Regions from separate parts of the Hordeum vulgare genome. Here region 2 is linked to region 1. Evidence: chromatin contacts called from public Hi-C data. All regions are on one chromosome and are shown on one strand. Each heading gives the region's core, a stretch centred on a gene start, on an enhancer-like site or on the middle of the called end of the contact. The rest is flanking DNA. Distances are from core to core; before and after follow the strand shown.

Region 1 (5,139 bases), core at 832-3,331:
GCCCACTCCTTGCGCACGCTGTCGGGCGTCTTGATGCAGGCCGACCAGTTGACGGCCGAGCCGCCGCCGACCGTGGAGCCGGCCAGGAGGAGCCCGCTGCCGCTGAGCGTGCTCATGAACCCGCCGTACTCATAGAGCTGGCTCATCGACGGGCCCTCGATGGACGTGTAGTCCCTGGCCGTGAAGTAGTTCCCCTTCTCGATGACCACCACCTTGTGTCCGGCCCCTGCGAGCACCGCGGCGGCCACGCCCCCGCCGCAGCCGGAGCCGACGATGACGACATCGCACTCGATCCTGCACACGTTCCGTGCCGCGTCCTCGGTCACCGCGAGGCCCTTCTCGGCGAGGCTGGTCGGGAGGGAGGCGTCGGTCTGGTGGATGGTCTCGACCACGCCGTCCTCGAGTGGCCGCTTGATGCTTGCCTGCTCTTCTTGCTCCGCAGCCTCGTCGGTTGGCGGGCTGTAGCCGATTGCTTGCCAGTGAGGATTCTCCGAGTTGTCGTCGGTCTGCGGGAAATGAAACACCATGAATCAGAGCTGTTTGCTGTCATTTTCAACTCAACAAACCCACTGCATTGTCAGAGCTGGTTGCTGTCATTTTCAACTCAAAAATCTGTTTCTAGTAGCATGCTTCCTAAATTCGGGCCCAATTGGCCTCGTCGGAGAAGGTGAAGAATTAGCGGTATGTTCCGAAGTCGCAACCAAGACATTTTGGGGGGAAAATAGGAAAGCGCAACAAGAAATTAAGTGTGCCGGTGCCATCAAGTCTACGGAACTTGTCCCTTTTTTGATGGAAAATCCTCACTCTTTTTTGTTGTGCTTCGAGTCTCCAACCACTAATAAAGTCCAAAAATGGGGGACACGTCTCACCCTCTTGAATTATTATATACGGTAAATAACCAACGGCCACCGGTGCACATCACGATCGGCATGGATCCATCGATGCATCACCATCAGGGGCGCTGCGGCGGTGATTCATCGCGCTCTAGGCCTACAATTCACACGTTCGGCCCAAGGAGTAAAACGATTACTGACGAACCACCCGATGTTCACAAAGGGCACGTGGCCTTTCGTCAGACTATCATGAAAGCCGTGGTACACTGACTGCTAAGTACTCGTACACAGCGTGCATGCATGCGTCCATTATTGCTCTGTGCCGCGCGCGCGCAGAGGCGCCATGGCCAACAGCGAGATCGTATTATGCTACACCACCACCACAAGTATACTCGTACATACGCTGCCGTATGCCGATTTGCACCCGAGAAGCTAGCTAATGTTGCCACTTGCAGACTGCACATGGACTTGTACCGGGTGTGACAAATGGTTAAGACATAAGAAGTCAAGTCAGTAGGCGTGCTGCGTGCTTACCCAGGAGTAGAAGACGTAGAGGCAGTAGACCTTGACGAGGAGGAAGAAGAGGCGCAGAGGCGGGATCATGGTCTCCCGGCTCCACCGGCGCAGCGCGTCCTCCCGCCGATCCACCGGCATCTCCGCGAACCTATGCACGAACGGGGAGCTCCACGACAGGCACCGCGCGCCGCACAGCGCGAGCGTCCCCAGCCGCGTGCCCAGCAGCCACAGCACCGTCCGCACCAGCGCCAGCGCCTCCCGGAGACACATTGCCGACATCAGCTGCGCGACCTGATCGAGCGCGCATGTACGCACAGAGTTAGCCACCGGTCGGTAATAAAACGCAGGTCGTCAAGACACGTCGCCGTATCGTAGGCTCGTAGCTACTAACCTCGTCCGGGACGGGCGGGTCGGCGGCAGATGCGAGCAAGAACTCCCGGACAGCCTTGCCGTTGTCGGCCATCGCTAGGTGGTGGCCGTCGGGCGGCAGCGACGGGACCAGCGCGCCGCACACGGCGGTGAGCGCCATCATCTGGGTGGCGGAGAAGCCATGCGTGTAGGGCTCCGACCTCGGGCCTCCTCCCCGCAGGAGGGGGTGGCCCCGCCTTCTTCTCTGCTTCTTGTCCTCTTCCATGGCGCCTTTCTGACGTCGTCACAGGCTCACAGGGCTATAGTGGAGCGTGGGTGGGTAGCGGCGAGCTGCGAGGTAATGGACAAGCGGAGTGTGGAGGTACCGAGGCTTTAAACATTGGATGGATGGGTGGGATGGGATATGGACGATGGATGGGCGGGCGGCCGCTGCTTTCCGGGGGCCCGCGCAACGCGGAGGGATTGCGAAGTTTCAGAACCATCAGGTAGGTGTTTTTACTGTCTGATCATCTCAACTCTTAACTGAACCGGAGGTGCAGAGTAACTGCCTGAACTGAAGTGAATCTAGAACGGCTTGGGGCGGCTGCCGAATGGGTTGCGTGCCGCGGCACGGCAGCCTGCTGTGTCCTCGCGCGCGGGGCATCGCAGGCATGGCGCGCTGCGCACGCGCACGGCCGGAGCAACGGCTCAACCGTACGCTTGTAACATTTGCTTGGAGATTCTGGAGGAGACGGGTGGATGCTCGGCGTACCGCGTTGCAACAGCAAAAACGGAGAGCCCCGATCCAATTGACTTCTTACCGGGTTTAGAGAGTTCTCCTGTCTTTAAAATAACCGTGGTTTATGTGAAGTTGAGGCAAAACAACCTCTCCAACAGTTTTCGTAAAAACTTGCTTTATTTTCAAGGATCCCGTAAAAATATTCTTTTTTTTCTGCTGATTTATGGAAGGGGAGTGATCTGCGCCGGCGCGCCGGCCCTGATTTTCGGCCGGCCGCGCGGACCGCAGGATCCACCAACCCCGCGTCGTCCGCACCGTTGGATCCGCATGCAACATTTTCCTCCCTATGCAACAAAATTTCGATGCGATGCAACAATTTTTCAACGGTTGCAACAAAAAATAAAATTTGTAGCAAAAAAAATATCTACGTGATCGTAGCAAAAAAACGAATCTGATGGTACGTGGTAGCAAAAGTCAAACGCCGGTTGTAACAAAAATTTACGTGACGTGTATGCAACTTTTTAGTGAACGGTTGCAGCAAAACATGATGCCGGTGTGACGCCCTCGGTTTAATCGTACGCTAATCATACACGCAAATGCGTACGATCAAACCCAAGGACTCACGAGAAGATATCACAACACAACTCTAGACACAAATCAAATAACATCAACTTCATATTACAAGTCAGGGGCTTCGAGGGCTAGAATACGGAAGCTCGATAAACACACGAGTCAGCGGAATCAACAATATCTGAGTACAGACATAAAACATGAGGTGCCTTAGAGAAGGCTAGCACAAAAGATACAACGATCGAACGAGGCGAGGCCTCCTGCCTAGGAACCTCCTAACTACTCCTGATCATCAGCGACCTCCACATAATAGTAGGCACCGTCGGGGTAGCAGTCGTCGACGGCGGGGACCTCCATCTCCTGGGCTTCATCATCTGGTCGCAGCAAACGGATCAAGGGGACAAGGGGGAGCAAAGCAGCGGTGAGTACTCATCCAAAGTACTCGCAAGTCTTACATCAGAACTATTCTAAGTATGTATCAGTATCAAAGGGGGGTGTTATATGTGGACTGACTGCAGCAATGCGACAATAGAGAGAGAAGGCCTAGTCCTATCGAAGACTGGCATCTTCAGGGTCTTGCAGCAATAGACGAGAGTAGAACAGGGGTAAAACATTAATAGTCATATTGTTGCAGCAATATTAAAGTGAGGTCACACCCAAAGATCCTCCCTCGACTCCCTGCAAGGAAGCAATCCCAAGGCAAACTAATTCTAGTTAAGTAAAAATTGTAGTTGTATAAGATTAGGGCACAACTCCAAGTCGTCCTGTAACCGTGGACACGGCTATTCGAGTAGTTAATTTTCATCCGTGCAGGGGTGCACCACATGTCCCGTCACGCTCAATAACACTTTGGCCGGACATACTTTTCTGGGTCCTGCCCGGCGTCGGAATATCGACACGTCGTAGCCCCACCTAAGACTAATCACAGAGGTCACCCCGCCGGTCTAAACCCGAAGCGCAAAGGGTTCATGGGCCCAGTTCCCCTCTGCGCTCCTGCACGATGCGAGGGCGGCCGACGTCAGTCCTAGGATCCCTTAATCACAAGCGCAATGCATCTCGGGGCCACTCGGGCGCGCGCCACTACGATTGCTGACATCTGAAAAGCTTCAGCTGGTACCGCGACGCCGAGTACCCATAATTCTTCCCGCGTAGCCGGTTAGTGCGAAAAGGTCTCCGACCAATCCAGATCAAACACCCAAATCCATTAACATTTTAATTAGGCCATCAACACAATCTCGCGGGAAACCACCCGTCTTACAACTAATCACCATTGATCCCAGTAACATGGTCGAGTAACTGTGTAGTTGTAACATCGGGGGGGGGGGGGGGTCCGAGGTATCACCCTCGTTGGATTCCGAACGATGTATCCGTCAAGGTGGGCTTAGAGGAATCACCCTCGAGGGTCCCACGCTTGAGGGGTTGCATGGCAGAGGCATCGTCGGGAATGGTGAAAGAGGAATCACCCTCGATAACCACGACCGACTAGCTATACTACAGGCATATCATCAGGAGTACTTAGCGAGGTGTCACCCTCGGTACCCGATAGTATCTCTATAGCGTCGTACAACTAAGGGGGGGGTATGTGATGTGTCTGGTCTGGCTCGTCGACCAGGGATTGAGATTTGAAAACAAGCGGGGCAACTGGACTACGGGGTTAGAGGGGATGACTGTTTCACCTATATTAAGCATATTAAAGGTACAGGACTGAAAGTAGCAGTTCATCAAAAATAGGCTATGCATCAGATATAGGAGCTAACTACAACAGTAGCAAAATACTAATGCAAGCAGTAGGAAGGAAGACATAGGCGATATAGGAATGATCAAGGGGGGTTTGCTTGCCTTGCTGCTCTGCGGCAAAGGACTGATCGGCAGGGTCGTAGATGTACCCGACAGCAGCGCCAGTCTAGGGGTCTACCGGTAAGAAGAGGGGGAAGAAACAATAAATAATAGCAACGGTGCAACACAATGCATGACATGACAAGATGTAGGCTAGGCATGAGCTAACGCGGCAACATCCGTCATAGACGGGTCGGAAGAATATCTGACGATATTTTCCGGGTCTCTGGCTACTACCGGTCAGACCGAAAATGATGGAAATGTTCCATGTTTTCTATGCTAGGGACGCGTGACACA
Region 2 (5,139 bases), core at 1,623-4,122, 230 kb after region 1:
TTGCAATATGTGCTCACTCAAAAGCGTGTGTATCGTACACCTTATACTACAAATGAGCATGCCATCACGTGTGATGCTTTAGAGCATCTATAGTCGGATCCCTCAAACCTTTATCAATCGTCTGGAAAGACGGCCCACTCACCGGCCGGTCATAAAAAAATGATCTAGACGGGCCTCTCAAACCGGTTTTAAAGGTCCGGTCTGACCGACACCCCCCATTTTCAACCCAAATATGTGACAGATATGGAAAGCGTGGGTGCACCCGTCATGTCAGACCCGACAACCCAACCCTATCTCGAATTGCACCAAATCCCCCAAACCCTTCCTCCTCCTCTCGCCGTCGGCGAACATTTCCTGCGTCCGACCCCTCGCCGTCCGACACCCTTGCTCTTCATCCTCACCACCTGTCTCGATCGGCCGCCGTGATGTTTTCCACCCGTCCCCGACCGCCAGAACGGAGATGCAGTCCGTCTCGTTCATCGGCGGGCCTTCCTCCGCTTCATCTTGCAAGCCGGAGAACATCGCCCGTAAGTTGCGCCGTCGCCGGCAGCAACAAAGGAAGTTGACCGCACAGCTACATGTGTGCGTCATCGATTGCCTCATCTTATTGTCATTTCAATATGTTGATGTGTTTTTCATTCTTGTGCTCATACATATTTTGTATGCTTGGTGACGGTGGCGGCCACTTTGTATCACGAGACCGAGAAGAGGCCATTTACTTTTAACCATTGCTGGATCTTATTGGATGGCAAGCCAAAGTGGCAACAAGTTGTGGTCGACCTCAAGGTCAGACAAAAGAGGAATGATGGCTCAATCTCCTACCAATCCATTGGGTTGAATGATGATGACGACGGTGTTGTCGTCAGCAATGGAAAAGCTACCATGCCAAAGGATAACCGACTATTCATGGGAACTAAGTGGGAGAAGGCAAGGATCGCTCGTGACGCCAAGGCTACAAAAATGTCATCCACATGGACGGGCATTTTTTCGGCAAGGGAGAGCAAGAAAGAGGAGATGTACAAGCTTATGTTGGACGTGCAAAGGAAGAGGATGGAGTGGGATCGGACGAGGGCAGAGAGGCGGCTTGAAATTGATAGGGAGAAGATTGAATTGGAGAAGAAAGATGCGACGATCAAATGGGAACTCGAGAAGGCCAAGACATTTGAAGAGATTGAACTCGAGAAGGAGTGGTTGCAACTCTCATGCGACGCAGAGGATGCAAAAATCATGCTCGCGGATGAATCCACTTTGGACGAACATGCCAAAAAATGGCTTGTGGACAAGAAGAAGGAGATCAACCATTGTAGAGCGTTGGAGGCGGCCAGGGCGGCTACGGCGGCGGCAGCAGAGCAGGTGGTCAGGATGCACGCGTTGAAGGCAACCCGGATGCAGGCGGAGGAGGCAACCCGGATGCAGGCGGATATGGTTGCCCACGCGAAGCAGGACGCATGAATGAACTCGTTCGGCCAGTGATCCGACACCACTTGTCGGTCGGACATGATTTCATTTTGGCATGTCCGTTTGGTTGAACTATGCTATCGTTTGCTTTTGTTTAAAACTGTTGAATTCAGACAATTTTGTATCGAATGATCGACGTGCATGACTTTGTATGGATTTGAGAGTCCGAATATGAGGTATGTGGATGCACAGAACAAAATACGAGAGGCCGTCCGGATGCGTTCGCAGACGTTTGAGGGGCCGGATTTGAGGGGTCCTGCTGTAGATACTCTTAAAGCACTAAAATCGAAAACCTCAAACAGGCGGATGGTTAGGTTAGTGACGAGTTAGAAAACACGACCTATACGAATGCCTCAAACAGACTCAAACGCCCGGGCTTACCAACACCCCTCATGTTCAACCAAAATATAAGACAGGTACGAGAAGGCCTGCCACGTCACACTGACGTCCGGGTCCCATGTGAAATTGTGCGGAAACCCAACAGTACGACGGGCATGATCGAGCACATACTGTCCTAGCCCGACTATTTAAGCCGAGCGCTGGCACCGAAACCCCGTCCATCTGCATTTCACCCCTCCCGTCCGTCGTCGTCGTCACTTTCCACTCGCCGCTCGCCGCCCGTTGCTTTTTGCTAGTAGCTATGCCCTCACACTGCCTTACAATGTATCTAACGTCGGAGCACCGTCTGCAACTCCTTGAGCAGATCCTGGCAAGACACGATGCCCGGACCATCATGGGGCTACCTCCGGATCCACCGCATCCGGAGAAGGATTTGGAGGCGGCGACGAAGGAGGAGGACGATGAGGAAAAGGACGTGGGACGTCGGGCTGCGAATCTATGTGTGGAGCATCACGTGATCCTCGATTTCGTCTGGTCAGAATCGACGACGGAGGCTAAGCATCGTCGTATGCAGGAGGACACTCATGACATTAACGAGATGTTCACGCATACGGATGATGAGGAGGAGTTGGAGCCCCCCCACGAGCCTAACTATGAGTCATCCGGTATGGACATGGTGGACATCTTTGATAATGATGAAGCGTAATTAAAGTAGTACGTAGGGTCTTTCTTTGTATAATAAGATATTTGGATGTAAAACAATAAATATGAGACGTGATCGATCCGTCCGCACACGTTAGGGGCGCATCCGCGAGAGGGGCCAGATTTGTTGTCGTCGGTGTAGATGCTGTTAGACTAAAACAAAAGCTCCATTTCTAGGAGAAACAAACTTACTTGGCAGGCAGCAAGAGTACAAGCAGGAGAGAATAAATCGAGAAAGAAACACAGGCAACGAAAACCGGAGATAAAGCAAAGGTAATGGGATGAAACAAAGAACGGGAAACTGGAAACCATAAAATAAATAAATAAATAAAGGAAAGAAAAAGGAAAAGCGTAGCCCTAGTGCCGCCCTATCCCTCGTTCTCTCCTTCCATCCGTTGTACGGTCCCCGTCCGTTTCCCACATTTTCCGCTTCCCCCATCCGTCCCTCCATTAACTCGTCTCCCGATTCCAACCCCCACGAAAATCCCAAAAATACTCACAGAAGCAATCCCTAGTCCCCGAATCCCACCTCGAGGAGTATCCCGATTCGCTTCCGATCAGCGCCAACTCGATCTGCGGCTCCATCTCAGGCGGTCCCGGGCGCGCGGTCTTGGCTCGGGAGATCCGGGATCCCGTCCTCGGGTGCTCTGGGCTCAAATCTTGAGGCCTCTGGGCAATGTGATTAGGTCAAGGGGCGATTTTAGGCGCAGCCGTTGCTGAATCTCTTGCGGGGTTGCAAAGATGGAGCATGTGATCGGGGGGAAGTTTAAGCTGGGTAGGAAGATCGGGAGCGGATCTTTCGGGGAGCTGTATCTTGGTACGGCCCTCATGGTGTTCTTAGATCTTTCATGTGCCTCTTTCCGTTTGTGTTGCCAAAGCTTTATATCTGCTTAGCTTATTTTTTTACAAGGGTGATTAATTTGGCTGCAGGCGTGAACATACAGAGCGGCGAGGAGGTGGCTATCAAGTTGGTATGTCATGAAAAAAATTCGATTATATTATGAACCTTGTCATTTGTTAATATACGTATGCATGTTTTCATCCGGTGTTAACTAAATATATGTATGTAATCTGCGAATACAGTTTGGTCCATCACTAATCAGAGATGTTTGGGACATCTTATCTAGTATCATGCTCTTTTCATATGAGTAGCAACTCGCGGCGAGGAGCTTGGGGTTTCTGAACACTATAGGTTCGGTACATGCAAACTGATCTATTAGAGACGCACAGAACTGGGGATCTAGAAAAAGGGCGAAAGTGTTTGCTGCTCCCGGTTGGAAGTTCAATTTTTATTATCTGCCCATTTAAGTATGTTTGTACACCTTTGCGTGGGTTACAGGAGGGTAGACACATACATACACCATACAACATTCTTGGCATGTTATGTACTCTTTCAACATTCTACAAGTCAGGAATAACAACAAACTATACTGTTACATCCAGTAATAATTAACAGAGAAACACTATCCTTTTCAAGTAAATCCCATGTCTGGGCTATCAATGGTAGTAGCAAAGAAACACTGTTACATCTTTGGCATTTTCAATTACCCCATCCATGTTTTGGGCTATGGATGGTAGTCGAAGTCCATCTATCTGATTCAATCTTTCAAGGAAGTGTGAATTTCGTAAAACCCCATGTTCAGCGAAACTTATAAGTTATAGCACTTCACTACACATGTTGGAAATTTTCCCAACAAAAACTCATCTCCGAAGAAAACCATGCTCTGCACATACAATTCTATACTTTCTGCTGTATCAGTTATTTCAGTACAATGTGCAGTTTTGTTTGGTAGAATTTTCCATGGAAGTAACATTCTTCATAAACACTGTTAGTTGTTTTCTTAGAAAATGAGCCAATGGTCCCTTGCTGTCTGCTAAGCGCTGGTGTTTTATTATAGAGCCTGATGAAAGTAGTGGTTTTTTAATTGCTTAATTTCTACCTCCGCATGTCTTGGATTGTGGACGTAGATGAAGAAAGAACTATGCTCTGAGGAAGTGTAGGTAACAGTGAAATAATAACGTTTTTCATAACTTGAACATATAACTTTGCATCGACATGAATTTTGAGTGTTATGGCTTGTTACTGCCCCTGCAATTGCTAGCATCTGGACATCCTAACTGACTGTCCCTATCATCTCATTATATTTGTTAGGAATCTGTCAAATCAAGGCATCCCCAGCTTCATTATGAGTCAAAACTATATATGCTTCTGCAAGGGGGGAGTAAGTAGCAATACAATAACTTCTTTTTAAACGAGAATCAATACAAGAACTTGCTTTCCATTCTTTTTTTTAATGATTTTGATTTAATGTTCAATTTCAAACTTCAGTGGGTATTCCTCATCTGAAGTGGTTTGGAGTGGACGGGGAGTACAATGTCATGGTCATTGATCTTCTTGGTCCAAGTCTGGAGGACTTGTTCAACTATTGCAACAGAAAATTTACCCTTAAAACAGTACTTTTGCTTGCTGATCAGATGGTGAGTGCTTACTGTATAATTTCATTTTGTCTGTTAAGATTGAACACCTGTCTGACAGAATGCAAATGAATTTTTTATCTGCAAACTTAAATCTCTTAGTCCTTATTTGACTGATCCCGACAAGTTGATGTATTCCATTATTTTTATACAGATCGCCAGGGT

Evidence for each region. Hi-C and Micro-C count contacts between places; a contact is called where the count stands out from the background.
Region 2: a contact with region 1 is called in a Hi-C map of leaf, with 8 times the contacts expected there. The contact joins the promoter of LOC123404361 here to the promoter of LOC123403535 in region 1. A contact is called at or near these places in 3 of 6 Hi-C or Micro-C datasets (leaf and seedling) and 1 of 1 datasets of contacts at active chromatin or transcription factors (embryo).

The regions. Positions count from the first base shown.
Region 1 is chr6H:373,559,957-373,565,095 of MorexV3_pseudomolecules_assembly, forward strand. It overlaps LOC123403535 (long-chain-alcohol oxidase FAO2-like), which reads right to left and starts at 2,082. Exons shown (of 3, transcript XM_045097466.1): 1 at 1,741-2,082; 2 at 1,368-1,640; 3 at 1-506. The coding sequence starts at 1,983.
Region 2 is chr6H:373,785,075-373,790,213 of MorexV3_pseudomolecules_assembly, forward strand. LOC123404361 (casein kinase 1) reads left to right here and starts at 2,873. Exons shown (of 14, transcript XM_045098277.1): 1 at 2,873-3,316; 2 at 3,430-3,470; 3 at 4,652-4,721; 4 at 4,829-4,977; 5 at 5,129-5,139. The coding sequence starts at 3,241.